3 separate regions of the Gossypium hirsutum genome follow, and regions 1 and 3 are each linked to region 2. A link is a contact called in public Hi-C data. All regions are on one chromosome and are shown on one strand. The core of a region is the stretch at or near the end of the contact, and the rest is flanking DNA. Distances in the headings are between cores, read along the strand shown. Region 1 holds the start of LOC107933531 (rhodanese-like domain-containing protein 4, chloroplastic). Region 2 holds the start of LOC107933520 (abscisic acid receptor PYL9). Region 3 overlaps LOC107933530 (a long non-coding RNA gene).

Region 1 (4,313 bases), core at 224-2,723, 150 kb after region 2:
TTCCTTTCATCCATTGCCGCTGTGAATCATCGTGGTCCCCCATTTACTGCCGCTATCTTGGGCGGAAAACAACACCAATCAAATCCTCTTCCTCGCTTGTTTTTATTATCTGAAATGATTCCCTCCAATATGAAGGTATAATATGTATAGTTAGGTTATATTTCCTTACAAAAGCAATATGATTGCGGGACACGCTATAAATAATGTTAAATGGTTCTGGAGGGCTATCAATTTAAAGTATAGGAGTATGCATTCTTGCAAAAAAGCAAATGAAATCAAAGAGACCAGTATTGTCGTGTTTTACAAATAAAATCGAAATGATATACTAAAATATGGTATAATCTTATATAGAAGAAAAATATATTGAAAAACCCTAAACGATAAATTAAAATACTATATATATAACATTGTTGATGCAGAAGCTTGATCGGAGGAAGAAAGCCCAGGCTTGGCGCAAGCTCACATGATGGTAGCGCAAGATCCCCATCTTAATTCATGAGCAAAATTTGATAGACTTGGTCCAAGTTGAGTGTCATGTTTCACACCCTAAACTTTGGTTAGCACTTTTAACTTAGGTAAGATTTAGCATCTGAAAAAAAAAATTTAGCTTTAACTGACAATGTTTTTTTTTAATTTTGATTTATGTAATGATACGACACTCTAATATTGCATCACATCATCATTTAAATATTTTATAAAATTATAATTTTTAAGCGATAATATGATGATACAATATCAAATGTGTCAAATGAATAAAACTGAAAAAGTTGTTAAGTTTGAAGATTAACGAAAATAATTCAAAGACTAAGTAGAGGAAAATTATCAAAATCATGACTTTATCTCTTTTTCTAAGGTTTAATAAGTAGAGGAAAATTATCAAAATCATGACTTTATCTCTTTTTCTAAGGTTTAATATATCATTTGGTACTTGAATTTGATATATTTTTTTAATGTGGTACCTGGGTTGTTTTTTGGTCTAATTTGATATCTATATTTGACAAAAGTTATATTTTTTTTATACCCAAAGGTTACAATGCTAACTTTTTTATTTGGATTTTAGGATTCATTTAATGAAAGTTAATTGCTAATAGTATTATGTTTGAATTTTTTATGATTTTGTTAATAGAATAAATGTAGTGTTAATTGTGAATTTATTTAATTTTCCATTTAATTTGTCAAATATAATCTAATTAATGTGAATTAATTCAGGTTTAGGATTGATATGATGAAAGTTAATTGCTAATATTATTAGCTAATAATTTTTATAAAATCAATTCCAAAACTTGAATTAAAAATTAAAAAATTAATATTGATACTTTCATGTACCTAAATATATATAATTTTTGTCAAATATAAAAATCGTATATTACAATAAAAAAAATTCAAACTAAAATACCAAATTAAATGGTAAATTAAAAGATAATTAAGTGTAACGTTTTTGCTGTATTAAAAGGAAGGTACTATAGTTTAGATGCACTATTGAATTTGTGCAGACAATTATTAGCCACACAAATGAGTTGAGATGAGGAACAGTCCTAAAGACATGATCAAAAAGCCTCTCATCTCACTTCCAACGTGTCATGCAATGAGTGGCAGAGATCTCAGAACTCATTCCACCTCACCACCATTTCATCATTCAAAGTGCACCTTCCAAAGCTAAGGGTCTCTGAGCCTTGTTGTCATCCAATCAATTCCAACAAAAATCCTCCATTGTTGATGGTTCAAGCCTTTCCATCATACATTTGACACCCATCTCTTTGCATAAAAATTATGCAAATGAGGACCCTCAATGCAGCAACTCCAAGTTTGACACCTCTCTCGGTTCTTTCTGAGACAAGAACCGAGGCCAGAAAAGCACCATTGCTCCCCATTGCTTCACCACTCAAACTACCCAACTCCCCAGCTTTTATTAAGACCCAACCAGCTTTGCACCAGTGTTTGTCAAGAACCTTGCATGGTGGTTTACTGCTTCTGTCATCACTTCTCCCCAATGGTTTCGCTAAAGCCTTGTCATACGAGGAAGCCCTACAGCAGACGACGGGATCCTCCTCGTCTGTTAATTTTGACCCAAATGGGATCCTTGATACCGTCGTCAGTTTTGCAACTGAGAATCCCACGGTTGTAGCTGGTGGCACCGTTGCTTTAGCAGTTCCTTTGATTTTGTCTCAGCTGTTAAAGAATCCAAAGCCATGGGGAGTTGAATCTGCAAGGAGTGCTTACGCCAAGCTAGGTGACGATGCCACTGCTCAGTTGCTGGACATAAGGCCTCTCAAGGAGTCTAGAGATGTTGGTAGCCCTGACATTAAGGGATTTGGGAAGAAACCGGTGTCAATTGCCTACAATGGTGAAGATAAACCAGTGTTCTTGACAAAACTGTCTTTGAAATTCAAGGAACCTGAAAATACAACCTTATTCATTATGGACAAGTAAGCTTCTGAAAACCCTATGCCTCGTATATATTTGTTCATATATGAATTCCCAGCATTGTCTATGAAACCTTCGTTTCTAGTTAAGGATCCACTCTTATTGATGATTGTATCACTGTATCTGAGATTAAATGGTTTGTGTGTTGGTTGTGGAGGAAGAATGTAGAACTGAATATGCCTATATGGAGGCTCATTGGCCTTAAGCTACACAATAGAATATGGCCATTACCTCTTTCTTAATTGATCCTGAGTTCCTAACCCATAAATTAACTGCATTTTGTTCCAAGGGTTGAAGGTTTCTAAATTGATAGGCCATACGTTCTTAACTGTTAAAATGTGTCTTTAAACATATGTAAGCATTGGCTGACAAATATTTTATTTGTAACTATATGCATTTTGTTTGTAGGGAAGATGAAACTAGAACTTTCATTTGATTCATCTTCTAATATTGCTTTAAATTTGTGTTGAAAGCCAGATTTGATGGGAATTCTGAACTGGTTGCGGAGTTGGTCACTGCAAATGGATTCAAAGCTGCTTATGCAGTCAAAGATGGTGCTGAAGGACCACGGGGATGGGTGGTATGTGCTGTTCTAAATCAATTTTTTTTTGTTTCTTTCTCCATTTTTTCTAAATTTAGCAATTGCATCTTTTGAGACTGGTTTCAATTCTGCAGAACAGTGGTCTTCCCTGGATACAACCAAAGAAAGGTCTTGACCTTAGCAATTTGACAGAAGCATTCGCCGAGGCCTTCGGAGTACCTATCTTCATCTCCTAATTGCTTATTCACTTCTAAGATTTTGATGTCATAGAGAGACTTTTCTAGATCTTGAATTGATTTTGTTGGAAAGTTCTTCAGCCTTTCTTATTAGTTTTCTTCTATATGATAAATGGTTGTGATAATCTGCAGGGGGGATCAGATGGCCTTTCTGTTACTGTAGGGATTGCTGCAGCTGCAGGGTTAGGCCTTTTGGCTTTTTCAGAGGTTAGGTTTTTGAGTCCTTTTAGTACAGTACCTCTGATTATATATATATACACACACCTCGAAACAACTCAAATTGTGGGTTTGCCATATCTTCTGCAGATAGAAACGATCCTTCAACTTTTAGGCTCAGCTGCTATTGTGCAGCTTGTAAGCAAGAAATTCCTGTATGCAGAGGTAAGTCTCCACTTTATATTAAATTGGATAATCAAATGTCCTAAAATCCTAAGCTCTGTGTAGAAAGTTAGTGCAAGATGAGTAAAGTAAATGAGCATTGCATGGTCCAATAAGTAACAGTACACTCATCCAGTGACTGTTTGTTCTAAATGCTTAAGCTCATACAAAAGGATATGGTTATGAACAAATATGGAATGTGTCACTTAACTTATGTCTCTAGTTCCGTAAGGCCAAAACATAATGGTTTGACTTTCTACTCTGCTATTTGTAACAGAACCGAAAGCAAACACTTAAACAAGTTGATGAATTCTTAAACACGAAGGTGGCTCCTACGGAACTTGTCGATGATGTAAAGGTATCCAACCTTGATATAGACCTTGGTTATTATTTGTATGCTATTTTTATCTTGCATGACTAATTTCTCTATTTTTTGAATTTGCCTGTGAACTCAGCAAATTGGAGCAGCCCTTTTACCAACAACTACCACTAGCAAGGCTCTTCCTGCACCTACGGAGGCAAAACCTGAACCCAAAGTCGAAGCAGTGGCAGAAGCCCCTCCTCAAACAAATTCAGTTCCCGAAACAGTACCCAAGGCAGTTGGAATCACTGGATTTTCAAGACCACTTTCACCCTATGCTTCTGTAATGTCACTTTTTATCACTCCATATGCTGTATGTGCTTGTATTAGAAATTGAAAAATGCCTATGTTTCCATTATTTATGGTGGCAGTA
Region 2 (3,937 bases), core at 760-3,259:
GATCGACATTATGCATGTGGGCTGGAGGCGAGTACGCCCTGAATTGCAGATCTTCTTATTCTTCATTTGAACCCCCTTTAACATCTTCAGGTATGGTTGGAATAGACTCCGGTTCAGAAAATAATGCAACTTCTGCACCATCGGGGCCGAGCTCTTAAGGTGGATCCATATCGGACTCATCATCTGACCTACCAGCATTTGCAACGAAAGAGGTCCCCTAGCTGGTGGATGTCGTAGGGAGTACATCATCCCTTCTTGTGGACGTTTCATAACATCCCCAATCAGATGTGGATTGCCAACCACTAAAAGTTGATGTCATTCCCAGTACGTATTTCCAGTATCAAACATCGACCCACCAAGGTGCATGTCCCATCCACCAACAGAGTGTCATGCAGGGGTTGTGTATTCCATACTACTACCAAACACGGGCGCTTTCGTGTTTTGCCACCCATTACAGAGTGTCAGGCATGGGTCGTGTATTCCTTTCGAACAGCAGTAGATGTTGAAGTCTCAAATGCATCATTTGGTGATGAAAATTGTACATATAACTCAAGATAGGGTGATTCACTAGCAATATGAGTTTGCACTATTGCCTCCAAGCTACGAGGACCTTTGATGTCGAATGAGTCATATCTCACGGGATCAACCGAAGCACAAAATCGATACTTAATAGACAAAACTTTCATTGGCGTCGTTCCGAAGATTTTACGCCTAATTCTTTTACGAAGTTCTGTCAAATCTATGTCCTGGTTAAAAACCAGTCGTGTTATGCTCTCCGATAAAAAAACAACGCCGTTCTTCGTGTCACGGACCTCACATCATAGTAAATAACAACACTAATACGTTCACTCATCTTCAGTTTCTATTCTACTTTAGCCTCAATTTCTCTTGCTGTAACTTATACAACCTAAGAATGAAATTTGACTTATTTATAGTCTAAGGCCATATAGGAACTACTGTAGCAAAAGAGCGTCCACATGTGAGCTTTTTTCAGTAATTTTGCTGACAGTGCATCATGCTTGAAGCATTTTGGACACCATTTGTTCAGAAACGTCTTCTCAAAATTATTTTTCCATATACTGCTATAGCAAAAGAGCGTCCACGTGGGAGTTTTTTTCAATAATTTTGCTAACAGTGCATCCTGCTTGAAGCGTTTTGGATACTATTTGTTCAGAAACATCTTATCAAAATTATTTTTTCAGATACTACTGTAGCAAAAGAATGTCCACGTGGAAGCTTTTTTTAGTAATTTTACTGATAGTGCATCCATAAACACAATAAAATCCTAAACCTTAAAACCTTAAACTCCAATTTAATTAATTAATCCTAAAACCCTAAACCCTAATTTAATTGATTTTTTAAAATTAATAGTTAATTTAATTAATTAACCATAAACCCCTTATTTAATTAACCTTAAAACCCTAACCTTAAACCCTAAAACCCCAAATCAAGCACAAAAAATCTAACCTTAAAAAAAGAGGCAAAATGCTCCCCCAAGGACGCGTTTTGCTGACACATCCCCTGACTTCGCGCTGACGTGGACGCGCTTTCGGGAAATTCAGACCTTTTCGGTAAATAATAAAAAAATTGGCCTATTTCCGTAAATACTTTTGGAAATGAGGTTTTTTTAATAAATTACCCTAATATTATAATAGTAAAATATTTAAATATTTAAATATTAATTAATTACTTTAATTTTTTAATGGTTGTGAAATATTTTTTTATAATAAGAATTATTTATTTATTTATTTCTCAAAATGGAGTTCACGTTAATTTAATTTAAAAGATTTTGATATGTCAATCAATGAAACTATCCAAGTACGAAAATAGAAAATAGCTGTCACGTTAAAAGATATTAAATGTTTGTGTATGATGCTAGATTAAGGAACATTCACGTGAATTAATTATATAATAAATTTACTAAAATTGATATAAATCTTTTTATGTTTTTTATTTCTATTTTTATGATTTTTAACATGTATTTAAATATAAAATAAGAAAAGTATCTCAAAATATTTGCTATTTTACAAAAATGGAGAGGTAACAGGGTATAGACAAGTGAAGGAAAAGAGAAAAACCTTAATTTAATTACGGAAAGTAAGAGGCTGAGCCTGGTCCCAACCAAATGCCTAAAACCTAAACCAAAAGCAAAAGGCTAAAGAGTAAGGCCCCCTTCCCTTTGTTAACATCCTCACCAAATCTCTTGCTTTTCTTCTCTCTTGCTACTCTCCTCTAATTTTTCACCTTCTGATTTGTTTACAGAGGCAAACAACACAACTCGTTTTTATCCTTATATATCAGTTTGGGACAAAAGGTAGAAGAAATGAACGGTGATGATGCTCACAGTATGATGGAATCCCAGTACATACAGAGACATCACAGGCACAACATCAGAGACGACCAGTGCACCTCTGCTCTTGTTAAACACATCAAAGCCCCTGTTCATCTCGTAAGTTCCTCAGTTTGAGACTCCTCTATAATTTCCCCCCTTTTCCCCATTTTGTTCGTTTTTCTCGCCGCCGTTTAGGCCGTTGACACGTTTTTCTTTCTACTCTCCTATGGATCTGCTGAAACCCAAATCTATTCTCTTTGGTTTGTTACCCAAAATCAAATCAAATCTGTGTTCTTGGTCGAAATTTAACCCCCCCCCCAAAAAAAAGAAAAAAGAAAAGTAAACCTACGAGTATGATGTATTATCTCTGCCTTATTCTATTTTTTTCACGGATAAAAAAGAAAAAAAAAAGAACCCAGACTATTTTAGCCAAGATTATGAATTTCTGTTAACTCGTTGGTTCGTAAAAGTCTGATTTTAACGATGGGTTTGTTGTTCTGTTTCTGTTTTCTTTAACCATGGATAGGTATGGTCATTGGTAAGGCGATTTGACCAGCCTCAAAAGTACAAGCCCTTCGTCAGCAGGTGTATAATGAAAGGGGACCTCGGGATCGGCAGTGTTAGAGAGGTCAACGTCAAGTCCGGACTTCCGGCCACCACCAGCACCGAACGGTTGGAACTTCTCGATGACGAAGAACACATTTTAGGCATCAAAATCGTCGGCGGCGACCACCGTCTCAGGGTACAAAATACTAACATTTCTTTCTTCCTTAACACTTGTTTTCTGTGTCACGGTACTCATTTTGTTGACTGCAGAATTATTCTTCGATCATGACGGTGCATCCCGAGGTAATTGAAGGAAGGCCAGGTACAATGGTGATCGAATCGTTCGTCGTGGATGTGCCGGAAGGGAACACCACGGACGAAACTTGTTACTTCGTGGAAGCTTTGATCCGATGTAACCTGAAATCGTTAGCCGATGTTTCAGAGAGGATGGCTGTGATGGATCAGACACAGCCTATCAACCGATACTAACTGAAAAAGGTGGAATTGTGATGACCAAAAAGAAAAAGACAATCTTTGGAGTTTGTGATATATGATCATCTTTCACTTTGTTATGGAACACTCTTTTAACACCTTTTGGTTCTTAGTTTAAATGCTTGTGTAAGTAGTTTATCTATGAGATATCCGAATTCATTACAAGCCTCCAAAACTACGGTCTTATTTGTAAATATTTAATATTAAGAAGAGATGGGAGAATTTTAATTCCATTTCCCATATTTGAAGCAGCAGCCAGGCCCAGCAGGATGAATTTGGAGAAACCATTTGAAGTACAGTTATGTTTTATGATGGTGTCTATTTTAAGTGGTCTCTTGTTGGGATCATTTTTGGTATTGCTGCTAGTTTTCATTTTTGGAAACTTAAAAAGTAGATATTTGTTGAGTAGAGTTCTCAGCCTATTAATTTGAGTGCAGAAAAATGTCGGTACACCATGGAAATGCACCAAGATTAGCTTTTTCTGAGTCATAATGTTGCACTGCACGTTAACTGATCAAAAACATCTTGTGATGATCTTTGTTTAAAGTAAAAGACCTACCTTGGTGG
Region 3 (3,828 bases), core at 487-2,986, 250 kb after region 2:
TAAGTTCAAATAATCTAGCTGTAAGAAATTTCTTTCATCTTCTTCTATCAGTTTGGATCTGATCTGTCCAATTCCTCAAGCCAAGTTTTAAAAAATCTAATTTCTACAACTGATCACTTGATGATATCCCCCAAATGCTTTTAACCTCAGTATCAAATGACTCCTCAAGTATCCACCAAGCTTCGAATTTAAATTCTTTCATAGTCAGCCAGTTTTCATTCTTTCGCATGTTGATTAAGAGGGGATAGTGATCGAAAAAAAATGAGTGAGATGTAGAATAATTACCTCCAAAAACATTGCCATCCATTCATCATTTGCAACCCCTCTATCAAGCCTCTCTTAAATATTTGTTTCAGGTAGAATTCCCTTCTCCAATGTGAACCATTTTCCAGAAAACCCCATATCCATTAAATGACAATCTGCTAGGACATTACGAAATGATTCCATTCTCCTTTTATCTCGAGGTAGACCTCTATTTTTTTTAAATCCATACATGATTTCATCAAAGTCCCCGCAGACAAACCAAGGGATCCCTTTATTAGTGTGTATGTTCCTCAATGTAGACCAAGAACTCTCTCTCTTGTGCATATAGTGACCCGTAGAAACCAGTGAATCTCTATTTATTTCATACTTCATTATCATCAACCACCACATCAATGTCTTTTAGAAAAATTTTGAAGCGTGACAGATTTCATTATGGCACGCCAGACACAGTCTTCCTCTAGTACCGTCCAGTTCAACTTCAATCCCGTTTGCATAACCACAAGTATATCGAATTCTTTCCATCTGAATTTTACAAATCTTTGTCTCCTTAAAGAGGACCATTTGGGGATTTTGTGTCTTCAGCACATGTCGAAGTCTTCGGATAGTTCGTGGACTCCCCAACCCACGGACATTCCAGCTCAAGATTTTCATTGCGCTCGGTCGGCTTGCCTCTTGGCAGCCGCCGATGAAAATTGAGTAGTTTCCAACAATCTCTTATTTCTTACTGTCAAAGTATTATTATTGCCCATTACTAATGAGCCCTCTATCTCCCCTCTAGCTCTTTTTTTCCCTTCTTTTTGATTAGAACACCATCTTTCAGGTCATGCTCCATATTGTTTAGGGCTGAATCTTCTAATACTTTTTCCCTCACGTAATTCCATAAAGCCTTTCTGCCTTCCAGATTGAATCCCAAAATTGGATCAAAGAGTTGTCTATACCCTGCTTTTTTATTATCAATAGCTCACGAATTATTTCCATTCATAAGATTATACTCTCGGCCACCATTTAATGTCTCGTCACATTTATCCCTCAACTATACACTATTCATCGCTAAAGACCGTCGAGATTGAGCTCGTAGCGATAGATCCCAGCCCATATTAGCAATTTCCACACCAAGCACCATTTTTGTTTCGCAAAAAAAATCATTATGGCCTAATCGGCCACAGTAAAAGCAAAAAAGGGGATAATCTTTCATACTTGAACTTCACATAAGTGCAATTCCCGCAATATATAATCTGCTTCTTTCTCTTTAACGGGCACCAGACATTTATCTGAACTCTTACTCGCATATAGTTTCTGTTTTCTTTCCCCAGATTCAAACCATTGTATTCTAAGAACTTCCCTACAAAGTTGTCTAATTGTACTGACAAATTTTTAGAAAAAAGACCAATAGGGACATCATGGATCTGAGCCCAAAAAGGTGTCATGAATAGGGGCTCTTTTTAATGGATCCTCCCCTTATTGTAACTTGTGTAATACTAGCAAATGATTATTAAAGGTCCATAGGGACCCTTTCAAAACCCTATACATATCCATAACATGATAAAACTGGAACAAAAATCGTTTTTCTCCTAGATCTCGAATATGGACACCTGGACAGGATGCCAAAGGTTTGCCATAGAACTTTTCATAACAGAAAAATGAATAAGACTGGCTGTTAAAAAGCAACCCACTAACTTGAAAACCTTCGCTTCTTGTTCAGAATTGGGCTCAATTTGGATTTGTAGTACTGCATCTTCTTCCTCATTTAGTGTTAAACCCGCTAATTCAGTCTCCATTGATTTCAGGCAAAGATCCCAGTTCTGAAAACCGTTTCTGTGTAAGAACCACGAAAGATCTGAAGTGCGCCGCCGCCAACCACACTCTCAATAAGAACAAGAAACAATAAAACCTAAAGAAGACGTGCCAAAGAAGGCAGACTGTTTCGTGCTAGGGTAGCAGATCTTGTTTACTTTAATTAAATAGTTCGAGTTTATAAGATTTAAAATTTACCTTTTCATTTATTGATTTGTTAATTTTTTGGTGAAAAAATTGTTAATTTTAAAACTTTTTTTAAAGTTAAAAGTTTCATAAAATTTTCAATTTAAAATAGCATATTTTAATTTATCCTTAAAAAATATAGTTGAAAGTTAAAATTTTTAAAAATAAAACAGAATATAATGTTTATAATAAAGATAAATAATATTTAATTAAAATAAAGTTAAATAATAATTATCTTAATAAATTTGTATATGTTAATTATCTTAATATTTATTTCAGAATCATACTTATTACTTATTAAATGGTTAGTTCTTCTATATTTAAATTGTAAGTTCATATTACACCAAAAAAAAAAATGTAAGTTCATATATCTTATTTATTGTATTGTATTAAATTATGCTGAATATAAAATAAATTTTAATAAATTTAAAATTATTTTTATTTCAAAGTTTTTTTTAAAATTTTATGTAATTTCACTTATCTTATTTATTAAATTTTGAATATTTCATTTTTATAAAAAATACTATACATATTACCAAAAAAAAATTAGCAGACTATTTTTTTATTTTTCAATAAGTTAAATTTATGCTTTTACATTATTTGGAATTTTATTTTGTACTAAAATAAATTATTCAAAACTTTATTTCTAAAATTAAAATGTATTAGATACATATTATTTCTAAAATTTAAAAATAAGAAGACTTAAAACTTTATTTCTAAAAATTATTAAAAATTATCGATTGAGCCTTTGTTCGATTGGCATGAGCATTGTTATCAATGTAGGGGATAATGGTTCGAGTGCGCTGAAGCACATTATCTTCTTATTTATAGGTTGAGGAAGAGTTATGGGTAGTTCTATATGGAATTCTCTTAAAAGGAGCAAATACTAACCCATAATGAACTCTGGATCTTTAATTTTAGTCGAAAGATCTACCACTGTATTCTACGCCTGAGGAATATGTCTAACACGAACCTCCCAATATCGAATAAGTATGTGATGTATCAGTTAGAGTTCCTTCAGCCTACTATCCGCAGCACAACCGGCAAGAATAATTTCAATCAACAAAGCGTTATCACATTTCAATTCCTACTTCCGATATCATTTGTTCCATGCTAAGTGAAGCCCACAAAGAATCGCGCCCTTGCTTCAACCTGAAATGTTGTACATTTTCCAATCGACATTGAAAAACCACATTGCCACAAGCCATCAGCATCTTTAATAACACTTCCAACAGAGACACAAGCCCTTAAAGAGAACACAACACCGTCAGTATTAAGTTTAACATAATCCTCTTCAAGAGGCGACCAATGTGAACCTATTACCCGGGGGTGAGAATAAGAAGATGCAGAATGCATTGATAAAACACTTCATGTCTAACTTGTGCCTAATCCACTATTTCTTGAACACAACTACGGGCATTCGAAAAAACAAACATATTTTGATTCTTCCATAGTAGCCAACAAACAATGGGAAATAAAGAAGGCCAAATGATCCCAACGTTGATACAAAAATTAACATATTTTAAGTTCCACTGCAACCAATCCTCTAAAAGTATAGAGAAAAAATGTACCCAGCTCTGAACT

The links. Hi-C and Micro-C count contacts between places; a contact is called where the count stands out from the background.
Region 1: a contact with region 2 is called in a Hi-C map of leaf, with 2.8 times the contacts expected there. The contact joins the promoter of LOC107933531 here to the promoter of LOC107933520 in region 2. A contact is called at or near these places in 15 of 34 Hi-C or Micro-C datasets (callus, fibers, hypocotyl and 3 more).
Region 3: a Hi-C map of leaf shows a contact between it and region 2, with 3 times the contacts expected there. The contact joins the enhancer-like site here to the promoter of LOC107933520 in region 2. A contact is called at or near these places in 15 of 34 Hi-C or Micro-C datasets (anther, callus, fibers and 4 more).

The regions. Positions count from the first base shown.
Region 1 is chrA08:102,225,958-102,230,270 of Gossypium_hirsutum_v2.1, forward strand. It overlaps LOC107933531 (rhodanese-like domain-containing protein 4, chloroplastic), which reads left to right and starts at 1,474. Exons shown (of 9, transcript XM_016865766.2): 1 at 1,474-2,426; 2 at 2,902-3,004; 3 at 3,100-3,180; 4 at 3,334-3,408; 5 at 3,508-3,582; 6 at 3,857-3,937; 7 at 4,035-4,223; 8 at 4,312-4,313. The coding sequence starts at 1,771.
Region 2 is chrA08:102,075,060-102,078,996 of Gossypium_hirsutum_v2.1, forward strand. LOC107933520 (abscisic acid receptor PYL9) reads left to right here and starts at 2,010. Exons shown (of 4, transcript XM_016865752.2): 1 at 2,010-2,162; 2 at 2,263-2,449; 3 at 2,859-3,074; 4 at 3,149-3,603. The coding sequence starts at 2,324. The coding sequence ends at 3,367.
Region 3 is chrA08:102,328,200-102,332,027 of Gossypium_hirsutum_v2.1, forward strand. It overlaps LOC107933530 (a long non-coding RNA gene), which reads left to right. Exons shown (of 5, transcript XR_001693648.2): 5 at 2,052-2,263. Among protein-coding and RNA genes, the nearest start is that of LOC107933530, 5.4 kb to the left of the region's middle. Within about 2 kb of position 1,737, at least 8 of the 9 cell types and tissues checked have an H3K27ac peak or open chromatin away from gene starts, as enhancers often do. A contact at or near this core is called in fibers, hypocotyl and leaf, where this site is marked.